Regions from separate parts of the Danio rerio genome. Here region 2 is linked to region 1. The links are chromatin contacts, called in public Micro-C maps. All regions are on one chromosome and are shown on one strand. The core of a region is the stretch at or near the end of the contact, and the rest is flanking DNA. Distances in the headings are between cores, read along the strand shown. Region 1 holds the start of xrn1 (5'-3' exoribonuclease 1). Region 2 holds the start of eif4g1a (eukaryotic translation initiation factor 4 gamma, 1a).

What was found. A called contact is a pair of places that touch in the nucleus more often than the background predicts.
Region 2: a contact with region 1 is called in a Micro-C map of caudal fin, with 2.6 times the contacts expected there. The contact joins the promoter of eif4g1a here to the promoter of xrn1 in region 1. A contact is called at or near these places in 1 of 18 Hi-C or Micro-C datasets (caudal fin) and 1 of 4 datasets of contacts at active chromatin or transcription factors (embryo).

What each region holds. Positions count from the first base shown.
Region 1 is chr2:18,963,491-18,968,989 of GRCz12tu, reverse strand. xrn1 (5'-3' exoribonuclease 1) reads right to left here and starts at 2,605. Exons shown (of 42, transcript NM_201033.2): 1 at 2,428-2,605. The coding sequence starts at 2,502. mhc1haa (major histocompatibility complex class I HAA) reads right to left here. Exons shown (of 6, transcript XM_003197841.6): 6 at 4,465-5,203. The coding sequence ends at 5,097.
Region 2 is chr2:19,166,224-19,171,722 of GRCz12tu, reverse strand. It overlaps eif4g1a (eukaryotic translation initiation factor 4 gamma, 1a), which reads right to left and starts at 2,548. Exons shown (of 32, transcript NM_001080200.1): 1 at 2,393-2,548; 2 at 2,161-2,278.

The sequences.
Region 1 (5,499 bases), core at 1,356-3,855:
TGAAGGTGGAGAGAACACATGTAAGCTTGTGTCATCTTGACAAAACCTAATAATGTCACAAACAATAAAGTGATAATTGAAAAAACAGCTTCAACTGCATTACATAGATGCAACTTTAAGATAACAATTTGATTGCAAGCGAAGTCAACACAATACAAACATGATAATGGTCATTTATATATACATTTAAGTTCTGTTTAATTTTCTGGGACAAAAATGATAACTATCACATATTTGTTTACCATAAGTAAAATAATCGTTTATTAACTGTAATCGAGCTAAAACGTTCCGATTAATCAAGATTTAGATTTTAGGCCAAATCGTCAAGCCCTAGTTTATTACTGCAATAAAATACTTGCACATTTTCCATACTGCTTTTTTTTGTTTGCATAACACCATGTATTTTGCTCATTATACATATATTAGCATTTTTGTTTTTAGGTATTTTAATTTTAGATTCACAGACATTATTTTTGACACATTATTTAAAATATGTGGCTAAGAAATAGCTAATAACTTTTTTACATTTTTGGTGGGGTCGGTAAAAATTTTGTCAGGGCAAGTATAAATCTGATTGGGCCAGTAGAAAAAATCCTTAGCATTGAACCCTGAAAAGACATATTAATGACCATTTAACTCTCAGATATTTTGATAAGAACAGGGGCAAATAAGAATGTGGGTAAATTTTGGCATAGATGTATCCATTTTGATAAAATTATTATGTAAAACAGCCTCTCATCTTTTGACACTTTATCGTCACAAAATGTATTTGAAACATTAAACACTTTATTTTTGTTTTGCGTTGATTTTGAAATGTCTATTCTTTTAAACGTACATGAACAATTTTTCAAACATATTTGAAAACAAAAAAGGGATGTCTCATCTTTATCCCATATACATTAACATTTAAAGTCAAGCGTTTATTAATATAAAATTTAAATTAGCAAAAAAATGAAAAATCAGTTTTCAAAAACTGACAAATCTGTATTTGTATAAAAGATAAAGAACAGATTTCTAAAAATATGTAAATAAAAATTTATTAATACCATTTAAAACATAATTTAAATAATATATTATATAATTCTTTTTTATTTGTTTTTATTGTAGTAAACTAGTTATAATAGTGTTGAATTTGGGCATTTCTTGTAAATAGTACAGAATAATTGTTTGTTTTTTAAATTAATTTGGCTAATTTTTTTTATCATTATATATATATATATATATATATATATATATATATATATATATATATATATATATATATATATATATATATATATAAATATATATAGATTAGTCAGTAATGAAGCCAAATCTGGGGATTATCTAAGAAAATAACTTACGATAATTGTCCAAAAACTAGTACACCCAAATTTCTGTTATACAAAAATATTTATTACTATATTTAAAAGGAGGAAAAATCAAGAAGCAAACAAAAAATGTAACGATTTTGTCGAATTTTTGTAGGTCGTAATTTGTTTTTTGTTCTTTTTGCAATATTTTGCTTGGATTTAATTGTATTATCTTTTAATTTCTAAATATGTTTGGTGACTAAAATATTATTTTAATAAATATATCTGTAATAATAAATCTGTTTCGTTTAAACGCATTAAAAAATACATTGCCTATAATCACTGAGAAATGGACAAAAGTATTTATTTTCAAAATGAGGTGTACTCAATTATGCTGAGCACTGTGTGTTTATGTGTGTATAAAAAATGACTAGAAAAAAAATAAAGTAGCCAAATGAAATTGAAAAGCTAACAATTATTCTGTACTATTGACAAGAAATCTCCAAATTCGTCTCTATAACTAGTTTACCACAATAAAAACAAAGAATACAGAACAAAACCCGTGTTTAAAAAACCTAGCCAGTAAGAAGAGGTAAAGTTGGTTTTATACTTACACATTCGTTCAATAAGCAGTCTCCATATTGTTTACCATGTTACTTTGAACATTCGATCGGAATTAGCATGCAAGTATGACTTCTAAACAACATTAACATTATCGAGTTCACTGTGAACAATGTTGTACTTTGATAGTCATTGGCTGCTATCATGGTTTCCCTATTTAGAACTTGCAAAGAATACTTTTCTGAAATTATATAGTTCAGAAGAATGTCTGAATATCCGAATATAAAACCAACTTTACCTCTATGCCATAACCTCTAGGCTTCATATCATAAAATGTTGTCTGACTAGATAAGACAGTTCTCAAAATCTTTGAAGCAGTCATTATGTTGTTGTACATCGGAGAAAAAAATAGTTTTTATAAAATGATAAAATTTACTTTACACGTAACATGTTAAGGGCGAAGGCAAAATAATTGTAGTGTTTTGTAGCTTGGTAAAGTGTAAAGGCAGATTTTCTGTTCTCAGATCTGTAATGATCTCTATGCGGCCTGTTATATTTAGCCAAACTAGCTCACCTGATGCTCTTTGACAACTTCACTCAGACACGGATACCGCTCTGATATCCATCGATAAAACTTAGGCACTCCCATCGTCTCGTGTAAGTCTTCAAATAAAAATAGTGATGAAGTAACCTATGCAGAAGTCAAGGTGATCAGAATTTCATAGACTGGTGTTGCTAGTCGGTTTTGTTTCTGTATGAGCTGTTACGGTCCAGCTAATAAAACCTCCGTGTGGAAACTCGCATGATGTAACCTCATGTAACGCCGTTCCGTCACTCATAAAACACTAAAACACGTCTATTAAATTAACCGAACGCCATGAAACAATAAACAAATGTATTTCTAAAAAATGTACTAGTACTTTTTAAAGTTAACTCGTTTAATGTTGCCCAAAATCTATTACGACCAGAACAGCCTTCCGGTAGAAACAAACCCCACCGCTAGGGCTGAGCTGTGTGTGATGTAATGTGAGAGAAGAGGCCATTTGACACGAAAACATTCCGACACTCTTGGCCAAGGTGAAGTGCAGTTCACCGGCGGTACATTTTGTCAACTAGTCCTTCAAGGTTTACCTAGCAGTAAAAATAAAAGTATTTAAAAGTACACTGCTCATTGAAACATGCAATCTTTTTAAACGGACACAGTTGATATTCATTCATCCACACACTTTACATATTTGGTGTAAAACCCCAATTGTCAATCAAACCAAATGATAAAAATTGTTATTCTTATCAACATGCTCTGAAAATATTTTTATTTTAACCCATAGGGTGTTAGGGACTCGGTGCCTCAGTAGGTCGCAGTCGCCTTATAGCACGAAGGTTGCTGGTTCAAGCCCTGGCTAAGTCAGCTGGCATTTCTGTGAGGAGTTTGCATGTGCTCTGGTTTCCCCCAAAAGCCATAAATAAGCTATGAATAAGCTAAATTGCCCGTAATGTATTGGGTTACGACTGAAAGGGCAATTGCTGAAACATTTGCTGGATAAGTTGGTGGTTCATTCCGCTGTGGCAACCCCCGATTAATAAAAGGACTAAGCAAAGAAAATGAATAAATGTTAAAACGTACATAAATCAAATAAATCCAGTGAAACGGAATTGTCAAGTGGTCCCATACTATTTTCATATCTGTGTACATGTGTGTGGGCATGTGCATACCTTGTGTGTTTATGGGGCCCAGTGTCCCCACAGGTATAAAAACACCATTATATTTTGACCTCGTGGGGACATTTTTTGTAACAATAAAGAAATGGCTCAAAATTAACGCATAATGAATGTATTTTGAACGTATAATGCAGATTTTATTTCTTGTGACTTTTGGGTTTAGAGGTAGGCTGGGGAATACAGTTTGTACAATATGAAAATCATTATGTCTATAGGATGACCTTATAAAAATAGATGTACGTGTATGTGAGTGTGTACTTGTTTTATATCCTGGTGGGGACTTAAACCTGAATCCACAGTTGTGTCCCAATGGGTAACATGCTTATAAACCACACTGGATGAAGCATTTGAAAAATGTACAAATGCAGATTGTCTCCTGATGATTATATTAAGGAGTAGGGGGTAGAATATACTGTTTGTAAAACAGAAACATCATTCTGTCATGTTTTTTTCAATATCTTTATTACAGAAAATTACAATAAATAACAATAAAAGTGTAGACTAGAAAAAAATATTGAATTTGCACATTTGCTTTTGGCATTTTTGCATGAACTAGTGTCAAATACAGCAAAATATTTTGGTAAACATGTTTTTAGCTATTTTACACAATACTTGGACAAAAAACAACATTTTAAACAGCGTGGGGAAATAAACTTACAAAAGGAAAGGGTAAAGCGTTAATTAGTGGCATAAAATGATTACAACTACACACAATATACAGTAACAGCTCAAATTATTTTTGGAGGCCCAGAAATTACTGTGAAACTCAATGCAAGAACATTCCTCAACAATATCTGATTAATATATTATCACAATTTTTTCAATAACTTTAGTTTAAGATAATTAAGTAAAGACATTTACATGAACACTGAATATTTATTTACAATATATATATATATATATATATATATATATATATATATATATATATATATATATATATATATATATATATATATATATATATATAGGATTTCAGAACTTTCACATGCATTATAAACGGCTAACAGATGCCAACCAGTGTTTTGATGAATCAGTGTGTCCTAGTTTGTGCTTGCTTGATTTTTGTCATTGTCGGTTGTCATTTGGTGAGTTTATGATCAACAAAACTTGACAGTATATTCTGATGAAAGTTGTGAGTTGTCCTTAAAATGATAGTTCACCCAAAATGAAAATATCCTCACCTTTTAATCTCACTAAAGTGATTCAAAACTTTTCGTTCTAATGTCAAACACAAAACAAGTTATTCTGAAAAATGTGAGGAAAAGCAGCCATTAACATCCATAGTAGGAACACAAAAATATTATTGAAGTCAATGACAGTTTTTTATTTCCCACCAACATTCTTCATTATATCTTCCTTTGTGTTTAACAGAAGAATGAAGCTCAGTTGGGTTTTGGAACAAGATGGTTAAATGATTACAGAATTTAAAATTTTAACTACCTCTTTAAGACTTGTGCATTCAGGAGAAAGACTGGACTCTTTTTGGAGTAATGTGGTTGGGCTGGTCTGGTTAGACAATTGTTAATGTGGACACTTCAGCACAGGAACTTGATCAATGTTTTTTTGACTCTGTCCGTCCGAAGGCACTGTATGAAAAGGTGGATAGTGGACAATTGACCCTAAAACACCTAAAGGAAAAGGTATAGAATTACACATCTGCATATGTTAACCTTAGAAATATGTAAAAGTACTGGTCTAGTATGGCTGAAAAATGACTTGGTAATAGCTTTTCAGACAGGAGACTAGTAAGTTTACGAGTAGATCCTAACCAAACAAGATCAATAACAGACTATTTTTAGGCATGTAAAAAAAAAAATAAAAAAAAAAATGGTCCCATTACATTTCCTGGGATGCATTTATAATTTCTATAGCTTCAGAGAATCCAATAAGAGTCACATATTGATAAATAATGTTATGACATCTG
Region 2 (5,499 bases), core at 1,299-3,798, 200 kb before region 1:
GGAAAAGCCTCAATCAGAGAGGCGAATGTCTGCAGCCCCGCCTCTGTTTTCAGATGTTTCTGTTTTCCCCCATCAACACTGAGACAAAGCAGCAGCATTTTAGGATGAAAACGGCCTCTTAAGCTTTTCCAAAACGCTCCGTTTTCGGCACTCAAAAACTTTGGCGTAGTGTGGATGGCATATCCATAGCAAAACTTATGTTTTCAAACTAAAACGCATTAGTGTAAACTGGGCCTATGATTACAGAAAAGTTTGAGCTGTTATAATTCACTCACCTTTTAACACGTTTTGATGAGGTTATATGCCGCTATCAAAAACCAACAACAACTACATGTTTTGAATGAGAAGTAACGTAGTAGTGGCGGGGTGAATTTTGGTGTGGCGCCTTGCCATGGAAGGATGAAAGTAGAGGAAGCCATGTTTCTATAATACATCTGCATGAATGCAAAATGAAAATAAACAACTGTTTCTGCTACTCTAATAAGCGCAAAACTACACTATTTAAATTTGTGTTAGAATCAAGGCTGCAAAGTATGTCCTGCCTTTTACATTTTATTCAGTCAATTGACTTACAATTTCAGAAGACAGCAGTTTAAAGCACATTACACCCTATCCTGTAACAAAAAAGTCAATAGGCGAAAAGTAGGCTGTGCTTTGTGGATTTCTGAATGCTTTGACCACATGAGCATTTACACTACAAAAGCGACACTACAAATCTGTAATCAAATGCATCTGACAACCTCTGGAGGTGGTCAAAGGTAGACAATACCAAACCATTCAAAGCCCATTTACACCAGCATTTTGTGTTATCCACAAAACGTGCAAGCTTAAAAATAGCCAAAAGCTTTGTTTAAAATGGGTTGTCAGTTATTCATGTTCACAGAATAAAGATTTTCTTAAGCATTACTCTAACGATGATGCATTGCACGCTCATTCACTTCCATCCCCCACACCATTAAAGTAAATGTTAACTGAGGTCGTCATTCCACAGATTTGGGTGTGCATTAAACTTCTTATCTGTGGTTATCAACCTTTTAACTATTCAGTACAGTAGACTGATTTATATGAGGACCAAATACAATATTACAAGAGACCAGATACTCAATTTAACGCAGAAAGCGAAACTCCAACATAAAAACGTAGTAAAATAATGTTAATAACATAAAACAGAAAATGTTTAATCAGGTTATCCACATAAACACTAAAGTGCATGCAGTTAAAAAGAAAAAAAAATTATGGGGTAATTTCCAAAATGTTAAGTTTCCTGCAAGCTCTGTTCCCGAAAGTGCGATGAAGCAGCGCGCTTCTCCTACAGACGTGTCACACCGCAGCCATGATGCTCTGCCGGCGCGGCTAACAGCGCTAGCCTCCTCCATATGGCACTGACACGTTAACATACTCTCAGCGGTCTCCACCAAAACAAGCTTTTCGTTTTAGAACAAAAAAGTTAACCACATCAACAACACGCTATACACATAAACCCACGTCGGAAACTATGTGTAGATTTAGCAAAAACAAACTGGGCCCTCAATAAACGTGTGGGGAAGTGTGCAGTCGCCCGCACTAGCTTATTAGCTTCCCTCTCCAAATCAATGACACACTGGAATCTGACTGGCATGTCGTTTATTTTGACTGTATCGTTATATATACACAACTTAATGTAAAGTTTGGCTTTTTGATGAGGAAAAAACGTTAAATTACGCACCGGACAAACTTATTCCACCGTCCTCGTGCTGGCATTCCCACAATTCATCACGAGATGATAAGACGTTTAACGGAAACAAATGCGTTTAAATACAACAGAACAACCGACTCATCAACAGTTCATATGTCATTTTAACACAAACCTTACGGGGTCAAATAGTCTCGTGTATTTATATTCCCGATATGTCAGCAGATTGACACCCCGAAACACGAGCAATACGAAAGCGTGAAACTGGAATAGCGAAAAACCGAGGAAATAACACCCAACATGGAGAAAATACTACACAGATATTAGTGGCAACTTAAGGGAGAGCGTTTAACGGAAAAAATAGTTTGATAGGCGAACACAACTCAGCATTAAACCCGTCGCCAGTGTCAATCTAGGCCCGCTTGGCCCCTGCGATTATCGGTTTAAACGCGGCTATCAAAGTTAGCATAGGCAGTAGGATTACTCACCGGCTCCGCAGACAAACGGGGAAACTTGAGGGCGAGACGTCGTCAACGTGTTTCTGGAAAGTTTCTTTTTGCTATTCTTCGTTGTTAACGGAGGGCGTCTTGGTTTCCTCGGGAATATCTGGGTAAACAGAGGGAGAAGTGTTGGCTAGCGGCTGACACTTTAGGTTTAAATCCCATGTAGCGTGCAAAGGCGAGAAAAAGTGACAGTATGGGGGAAAAAGAGAATAAATACAGTTTTCAGATGTTACTGCCGACAGAGCTGATGGCCCCAGGACGAGCCTCTTGACTGGAGGTCCATGTTTAAGGCGCGGATGGTGACGGATTGCCGGTAAGTTGATCACACTTGTCTTAATAAACGCGATTAGAGCAGAGCCATGGTGCTTCAGCGCTTCTCCCCTTGAGCCCGCAGAACCGGACGGAGTGCTCAGTGAGATGCGTGGGTACTTCCGGGTTAATCAACCTGAGCGCTGCGGGGTCATTCGCCAAGGGTAGAAATCATACGGCGCGATAATAAAAGTCTCTATCGAATAATCTAAATGTATTTATTATAGCCTCGCATACGGAAAATAAATACATATTCCAGGCCTGCAGCCAGCCTATCGAAATAGGATTTTAAACACTTTTTTTCTGGATCAGCTTTTCGCATGGTCACACTTTTTGATGTTCCAAAACATTGATGTAACAAAAAAAGAGATTTGGAATAAAGAAATAATACAATAATATATACAAAAATATATGCTTATTTTAAAAATACAAATTTAATAAAGGTGGTGCCGTAGGTAGTGCTGTCGCCTCACAGCGAGAGGGTCGCTTGTTCAAGCCTCAGCTGGGTCAGTTGGCATTTCTGTGTGGAGTTTGCATGTTCTGGATAAGTTGGCGGTTCATTCCATGGTGGCACACCCGGATTAATAAAGGGACTAAGCTGACAAGAAAATGAATGAAATTTATAACATCAAATATCATTGGAAAAAATAAGAATCTGTTTTTAAAAAAAAAGTGTAGCCCATTATCATTTATGAGACAAATAACAAACTGGCCAGCACATTCAACTTTCTCATTCAGAATTTGATACACTGATTCTGGCATCAAAATTGCCAAATTCGGTATCCCAAATTCTGTACCGACAGCCAACAGGATTCGGCTTGGGCTCAAACACTTTTTCGATGTGTTATTTTCACAATTCATTATGGCTTAGCAGTCAAAATGGGATAAATGAGCTTTGGTATGGGACAAATTCTGGACCTTTGTCAGTGAGGGGTGGGTCTTCCGATCCACTTAAACCTCCCCTATGGGCCTGTATTCACGTATAAAATGTAAGGTTGTAAATATCGGAACACCTCAGGATTGTGTGTTTAGTTTTCCTTTATTTTTCAATAAATAAGTTGTTCCAAACATTTTGAGATTCTTTAGTTTTTTGAGATTCTTTAATGACATACTAAAATTTGACAGGCCTGTCATTTCTTTTGACTGTATCGTTATATTTACATAAATTATTAAGTTTGGCTTTATGATGAGAAAAAAAATTGTCAAATCAGGCACCGGACAAATTAATTGCCAGTGATAAAAAGAATGCTGAAAAATCATACTCAAGTAAAAGTACCATTACTTGCCCAAAAATATAGTGCAAGTAGAGTAAAGTTATCTGTTGTAAATATTACTCAAAGTATAAGTAAAAAGTAACCTTTATAAAAGTACTCAAGAGTAGTGAGTATTATGCTGGAAAAAATTGATGCGTTGAAATGTAATTTGTGCGTGTGTGTGTGTGTGTATGTGTGTGTGTGTAAACGTAACATTCTGTAGTGCATTCAGTTATTGTTTCAAGCCATTTCGGTCATCATAAATAAACATCCGTCATCTTCTTATCAGTGACATTCAGACCAAACAGTCTCTGGGCCATTGCATGTAAAGTATCTTTTTGGACACTTTTAATGCTTCCAAACAGTTTGCTGCATTTCTTAAGGCAGTTTAATGTAAGGCGATTTACTTTCTATGTGCAATTTGATTGGACAGGAATCACAGGACTGATTTTAATCCATATTGAGAGGAAATAATAAAGTAGGCTAGTGACTGTAGGTGTAAGGAAAGTAGTGGAGTAAAAGTACAGATACCGCAAAAATGTACTCAAGGGAAAAAACTACTCAATTACAGTAATTTGAGAATTTGTAATTTGTTACTTTACACCACTGCTTCTTGCTAACTCGTTCTGCCATTCCCACAATTCACATGAGATGATGAGATGTTTAATGGTAACAAATGGGTTTGAATACAAGAGAACAACCAACCCATCAACAGTCCATATGTCATTTTAACCCAAACGGCACAGGGTAAAACCGTCCTGGGTCTTTATATTCCCGAAAAGTCAGTGAATTAACACCCAGAAACACGAGAGATACTGTTCGAATGCGTGAAACTAAAATAGCGAAAACCTTTTATTCAACAGGAGAAATGCAAACAGATTTGAAAAAATTGGAGTGCAAGTCATTATGACAGACTTTTCCAATTATTGGGGTGAACTATCTTTTTAAGTGAAGTAGTTTAGTTTAAGTTAATGCGAATGGATTTAAAATCGCAATGAAATCAAAATGTATACATAATCTGATTTGTATTTTATCTATCAATAGGGCTTGGTATAAACGATGCATCTGTGCCTTTCATTATTTAGTAAAAATTAATTTGCATAATCTTTAATCAAACCACCTTCCCTCCCACCAAAATTACTTTTCTTCACATCTGGTCACATAGAATTCCTTTGTGTCTCGTTTTTGCTCTCCCTTTATACATTCGTCTATCTTTTTTACTTTTTGTTAGCAACACCTATCTTCCGATAATCCAATAGGGTTTCCAAAGGAAGGTACCATGTGCACCTTTCTACATTTTTCTAATTTCAGGACCATTTTAAGTTGATGTACATTGCAATAGAGAAAGCAAAGAACAGTCTTTACTTCCATTTCATAGTTACTTAAAGTCTGCATAAATCAGAAGCTGCGAGCATTTTTTTTTTCGTATTCTGACACTTTTAGAGAAACAGAATACTAAATGAGAAAACCGTGCATGGGCATAGCTTGTTTTTGTTGCTGCGAGCTGAATGAATGTAGTAAAGTTGGGAAAAGGGTTTCAGGAGAGAACTGACACCTCCTCCTCACCGTTTCTGTTTGTTGTCCAAACTGACAGTTGGTGGGACGTGATTAAGTCTTTTAGCCATGTCCAATTCCTCCAAATCTTACAATATAACTGGAAAAAGTGCATTTTTAGATTTTAATTTTAAATTAGAAGAGCAAACAATTATTATTTTCTTAATGACCTGAACAGATGAGTTGTTCACCACAAAATTAGCTATGT